Linked DNA regions of Bicyclus anynana: region 2 is linked to region 1. The links are chromatin contacts, called in public Hi-C maps. All regions are on one chromosome and are shown on one strand. Each heading gives the region's core, a stretch centred on a gene start, on an enhancer-like site or on the middle of the called end of the contact. The rest is flanking DNA. Distances are from core to core; before and after follow the strand shown. Region 1 overlaps LOC112056230 (neurogenic protein mastermind). Region 2 holds the start of LOC112056233 (heat shock protein 75 kDa, mitochondrial).

Region 1 (2,722 bases), core at 196-2,695:
ACCAACCATAATTTATACTAGAGATAGGGCACTAGTACATCAAAACTGAGGCAGACAAATACCCATAATTGTCTAATATCATTTAGTCGCTTATTAAAAAACGAAAGTTATTTAAACAAATAATACCTAAATATTGTCTACAATGTCGAGTTATGTGTAGTTATAGGAAAACACAAAATTGTGCCTGTGTGCGCTCAGTGCAGTAGCTGAATTCGGATTTCACTTTTTGCGGTGATTTTGTAGGCAACATGTCTATAATATGAAATATCGTTTTCAGTAACAATGTTTAATGATATAACCATATAAGGTTATTTTACAGATACTCTGTTAGTTAGCATGTTAGTTTTATTTTGTTTTAAAACTATTTATCATCATCTCTGTTTTCAATGGCACACACTTATAGTGCAAGTTGATTTACAGTTTTGATTTACGATGCGACTCTAATATAATATATAATAATAAATTTACATAGGCGAGGTATTCTATAAGTAAATGAAATATTTTTTCTAGATGCCGAACATTCACATGAGCCAGTCGCAGAGTATGAGCTTGCAGCAGTCCGGCATGGGCGGGCTCGGGCCCATGCAGACCATGCCGAGCCAGCAGCCGATGCACGCACAGACCAACACCATGCAGACGCAGAACATGCTCGGCAACGGGCCCATGCAGACTCAGAACGGAAACAACCCCTTCTCGCTTCACTCCGCGTCTTCCTTCACGGGCCAAACCGCCGACTTCAATCTCGACTTCCTTGATAATATGCCTTCCAGTGACACCAGCAACCTCACTGCGCAAGAGTTGCTCAACTCGCTAGACAATTCCTTCTTGAATGACATACTATAAATTAATGTTTATGTGTAATGAAGTACTTTCATAGGAAAATATTTGACCGTAACTGGACCAAGACTCCACAAGGCGGCTTTAAAATTAAAACATAGCCATAAGGGCTGTCCAATGTCCATACAATGGCATACTTTGACATTCAGCGTTTTTCTCTTCAACAAATGAAAGGAACGTATTTAGAGAGGTCTTGATATTATTCTTCCCTTTTGTACACGTAGTTTTACTCTAGTTTCATTCGATATATATTGTAGGAGAAATTGGGACACTTGTGTGACCCGAAACAGTTCCTTTACAAGCGCAATGAAGACGCGTAGACACGTTTAAATATTGTGCCGTGACTATGCAACGCAAATATTGCATAGACGTCGAATAAATGCGTACGCAACATGGACGTTGTGTATGTGTATGCAAGCATCCGACAAACGCGTACGCATTTCTGGCGTATTGCGTGCACGCATCCGACAAACGCGTACGCATTTCTGGCGCATTGCGTGCACGCATCCGACAAACGCGTACGCAACGCAGACGTCTTGTGTACACAATGACAATGCGTACGCTATACGGATTATGTATGTGTGTACGATAAACTCGTACGTAACTCACGGACCGCGGTGCGTACGCGTACGACAACCGCGTACGTTACTGTGAAGGGACTGAGAATCAGACAGCCCCAGAGAGCCGTGCAGTCATATCATTGTACCATTATTCGTATACCAGTTAATGTAGGTAGCTCGCGACCAAGGTGTAACATAATGTGACCAAAGTTTTCCATCAGAAATACGCGGCGGCAACGCCCCGCGAATCTTCCGATAATTGTAAACATTTTCTAAGCATTGTTTTATATGAACTATATTAATTATTCTAAAGAATTCCAATTCGTAAAGTTTATAGTTTTTATAATTGTTCATGCATAGTTCATTTGTAAAATATATTGTATAGTAAGGTTGTTTATAGAGTATTAACGATTATGTACTGCAGTAGTTGATGGCTCCCGAAAAACTTAATTTATCCTTGCGCGGGAACCATGATTCTCATTATTTGCTGATGCTTTTATATACTATGTATATTTATTACAGATATTGTTATTAATATAAGTGAATAGCACAAAAGACATTTCAACGATTTTATTTACACTTTTATGAATTTATTTTATAGAATGACATCATGATTGGGGCAATACATGTTTATAGCGTATATTCTTATAATCGAGTTTGTACTTTGCCATGTGACATTACAAAGTATTAATTTATTTGTATCTGGACCTCCACTACAATCTCGCTGATAATAATCATTCTTAAATAAAATAAAACTAAACAAATGAGATTGGCGCAAACGCCAATCACGCTGTTATCTCTATGAATGACGTCACTTACTAATGTGTTGTGTTTCGGCGGCAAAAATTTTACGTAGATATTTTTTCATTTATATTAATTTTTTACTGGTTATTATTGACGGGACAAAATAAAATATAGCTTGTGATACTTCTATAATTCAGTTTAAACACTGTTTACAAAAGAGGCAAATAGCCTATTTCCCTTTGTCGTCACGAAAACTTTTGCTGCATGTTGAAGCTAAATGTAAGGATGATTATTGTCAGCGAGGTTCGTTCTCCGCCTGCAAACGGCCCAATGTATTTTTATTTATAGTGCAAATGTACATTTTATCAGTTAAGTTTATTTTAAGATCATTCCTGTACCTAAGATGTAATTAGTAGATTATACTGTGATGTCGGTCTCAATGGTCTGTAGATTAATATAGAATCAATTATTATAAATAGAATATTGTTATTGTTAAGGATCTCATGTATTACTTAGAAGAGGTTTTTTGGGATTCTGGAGTTTTCTGGATGTTGGTATTATTTGACAAGTTCCGTCAGTAG
Region 2 (2,868 bases), core at 102-2,601, 43 kb before region 1:
TTTATTTCTTCTATAAATGATTTTGAACCTGATCTAGCAATTGTACCTAGGTTTGCAATTAGTTCTTCTTTAGTCATGCCTATACCAGAATCCTGTTGCAGAGAAAATATTCTGTCTATATGAAGCTTTTTGCAAATATTTTAGTTATTAATGTAACATATATATTTTTTAATCAATAATAAAAAAAGATTTACCTCAAAAGTGAGAGTCCTATTTTGTTTGTCAGTTGTTAATTTTATCTCCAGGGCTCGGTCAGCATTTTCCAATTGTGGTGAGTCTCCCGTGGCACTTACACTTAAATAACGAAACTTCTCCAAAGCATCACTTGCATTAGAGATAAGTTCTCTGATGAACACCTGTAATATTGAGATAATTCAGAATTAATGGATGTTTTTTGAATTCAAATGTGTTTAATAGTACTGTAACATAATTATTAAATCGATCTTTAATCAAAATTATGTTAAGAAAAGTAACAAAGTAATCATTAAGTACCAATATTTTATAGAGATAAAGTGTGTGAGGTTGGGGGTGGTAATCTCTAGATTTATTAAATAATTTTGTTCTTTTTAACAATAGAAAGCACTACATCTTAAGCAACTAACACATAAACAACAATATTTTATCTTCATATTCCCACAGGAACAGGGCAAAGCCATGGGGCATGGGAAATAAAATAAAAATCAATGAATGAATCAGGAAAAATGTACTCAATTTGGAAGACTTCCTCCTAAACTATGTTTCTGTTTTATTGTTTTGTGGTGTACAAGTGTATAAAAGGATACATTTTATTCCATTTCTAGTTTAGATTAGATCTTGTAAGTTCTACTCACCTCTTTATCTGAATACAAAGATCTTGCAACAATGTCTAGAAGCATTCTCGTTTCTGCTTGAAATTCTTTCCGCTCAGAATTTCCTTTTGTAGTCTCAGAGGGTTTTTGGTCGGAAACAGTGCTATAGTTCGAAGTAAACATAGGATTGCCTGCAATTAAATAAAATAACAACGTTAACCTGTTTACTGGTATATTATATAGTTTTATGATTATTACTTCATTTAGACACACCACTGAATCCATTGGCTGCAACAGTTACACATTTTACTGGTTTAAACTTATTAATTGAATGTTGATAAAGTAACCTAGAAAGAAAACTGTAGGACCCCAGTCTAGCTCGAAGTGCCGACATACTTAAGAGTACAACTAATGTACTATAATTAAATTAGTCTGCACAAGGATTTTTAGAAATTACAATTATTTAACTTCTTATTATGTTCTTTCTTTTAAAATATTTATTTTTAAAATTATTAGAAAAATTAAATCAATTCACAGCAGCGGTTCACTCGAATTAAACTGACAGTGACACTGACACTTGATAGATTGTCAATGTCATAGAAAAAATCTACAGACTATTGTCTATGCCTAACGTTTTTAATCATTATTAATTTTTTAATCAACGTAATTTTTTTTAGTTAAAACAATTATTAATAATACTTTTTTTAATAATTGCAAAAAATAGGCTCATGTTTGAAAATCATTACAAATATTTAATTTTTATAATACAAAACAGATACATTACTGATGAAAACAAGCAAGCAAGCTGCAAGCGTCACTTTCCGTCAGTTTGCAATCTACAATTCCACAGTTGATGTTTGAGAACTTGGTGCAAAGTGTCGTGTGTATTGTTGTAATTAGAAATATAAAAACAGAACTTTCATGTTGTTTTTAAATTTTAGAGAGAATTATCAAAACGTTTTCCGAATATATAACTTTTTAGATCTTCCATTTTACCAAGTTCATACAACTGTTTGATAAATCATTCCAAAAGTGAGATATTCTTCCTGCAAATGATTGTGCTGTGACTTCATAACTTGTTCTGTATCAAAACATTTGATTTTGGACAGTGTATTTATAATCCGAGACATTTATTACGTGCACTTGGAGACAATTCCTAACCATAATAAGTTTTACGAGATAAAAAAGTAGACCCATTCAAGTGGTTTGAAGATAGTCAGTGTCAATATGAAAAATGTGCTCAGAGTGTTCAGGACGAACTGGAACTGTTTTCTAATAGTGTTATCACAGTTGCGTTGCAGTACTTGAGGACTGGGTAGTTACTGATAGACATAATGGGGTTATGGTGGTGTAGTTGAGGAGTGTGGCTGTGCTGGCAAGGGAGTGAGAATGAGAGAGCAGAGGTGAAGGGGCAAGGCATCACCGTGGAGCACCTGGTCGGAGGCGGCGGCCCGGGCGGCTTGCTGCCCGGCGCCTCGCCTGCCCAACATCCACCTAATATGCTGCAACCCATTGAAGATATGAACCTTCCCCCCAAACGTCAAGCTGTTGTTGACCGACTAAGGTAACCTTTTTGCTAACACATCATGCTAGAGTATGTAGTAAATCATTGTCTATATATAATATCATATACCTATTAGGCTATTATCTATGCAACAAGTGATGTGCAAAAGGTTCTCAACTTGGGTAGGAATTGTATATACAAAATATAATTTGTAAACTTCTTCCAAAACAGGTTTGTGATGATTCCACATGGATAGATAGTGCATTTTTATATTTGTGAAGTCAACACTCAATCAATCTAGTGCCATTGAACAAGTTTTATGGTGGCACATACTGGTTTTTAGTGGTGCAGGACTTGTGTTTAGAATACCCTACAATAGGATATATATCTATTGCATATTTGTCTGGGACAACAGTGAATGTCCATTGCCTAACAATGATGAAGATGACCTGGCTAGAGTCATTCTCCCTTATACAAGAGGTGATTGCTTAAGTATCTACTTTGCCACCTTACTTTCCAACTAGTAATTAGTTAATTAGTTGTTCTAATTGGGATAGTACAATGAACTATCAATAA

The links. Hi-C and Micro-C count contacts between places; a contact is called where the count stands out from the background.
Region 2: a Hi-C map of whole body shows a contact between it and region 1, with 4 times the contacts expected there. The contact joins the promoter of LOC112056233 here to the enhancer-like site in region 1. A contact is called at or near these places in 2 of 2 Hi-C or Micro-C datasets (whole body and whole larva).

Annotation. Positions count from the first base shown.
Region 1 is chr6:12,393,429-12,396,150 of ilBicAnyn1.1, reverse strand. LOC112056230 (neurogenic protein mastermind) reads left to right here. Exons shown (of 9, transcript XM_024096618.2): 9 at 511-2,722. The coding sequence ends at 843. Among protein-coding and RNA genes, the nearest start is that of LOC112057269, 8.7 kb to the right of the region's middle. Within about 2 kb of position 1,445, at least 6 of the 8 cell types and tissues checked have open chromatin away from gene starts, as enhancers often do.
Region 2 is chr6:12,435,708-12,438,575 of ilBicAnyn1.1, reverse strand. It overlaps LOC112056233 (heat shock protein 75 kDa, mitochondrial), which reads right to left and starts at 1,351. Exons shown (of 13, transcript XM_024096622.2): 1 at 1,062-1,351; 2 at 831-979; 3 at 195-356; 4 at 1-92. The coding sequence starts at 1,182. LOC112056230 (neurogenic protein mastermind) reads left to right here and starts at 1,624. Exons shown (of 9, transcript XM_024096618.2): 1 at 1,624-2,352. The coding sequence starts at 2,288.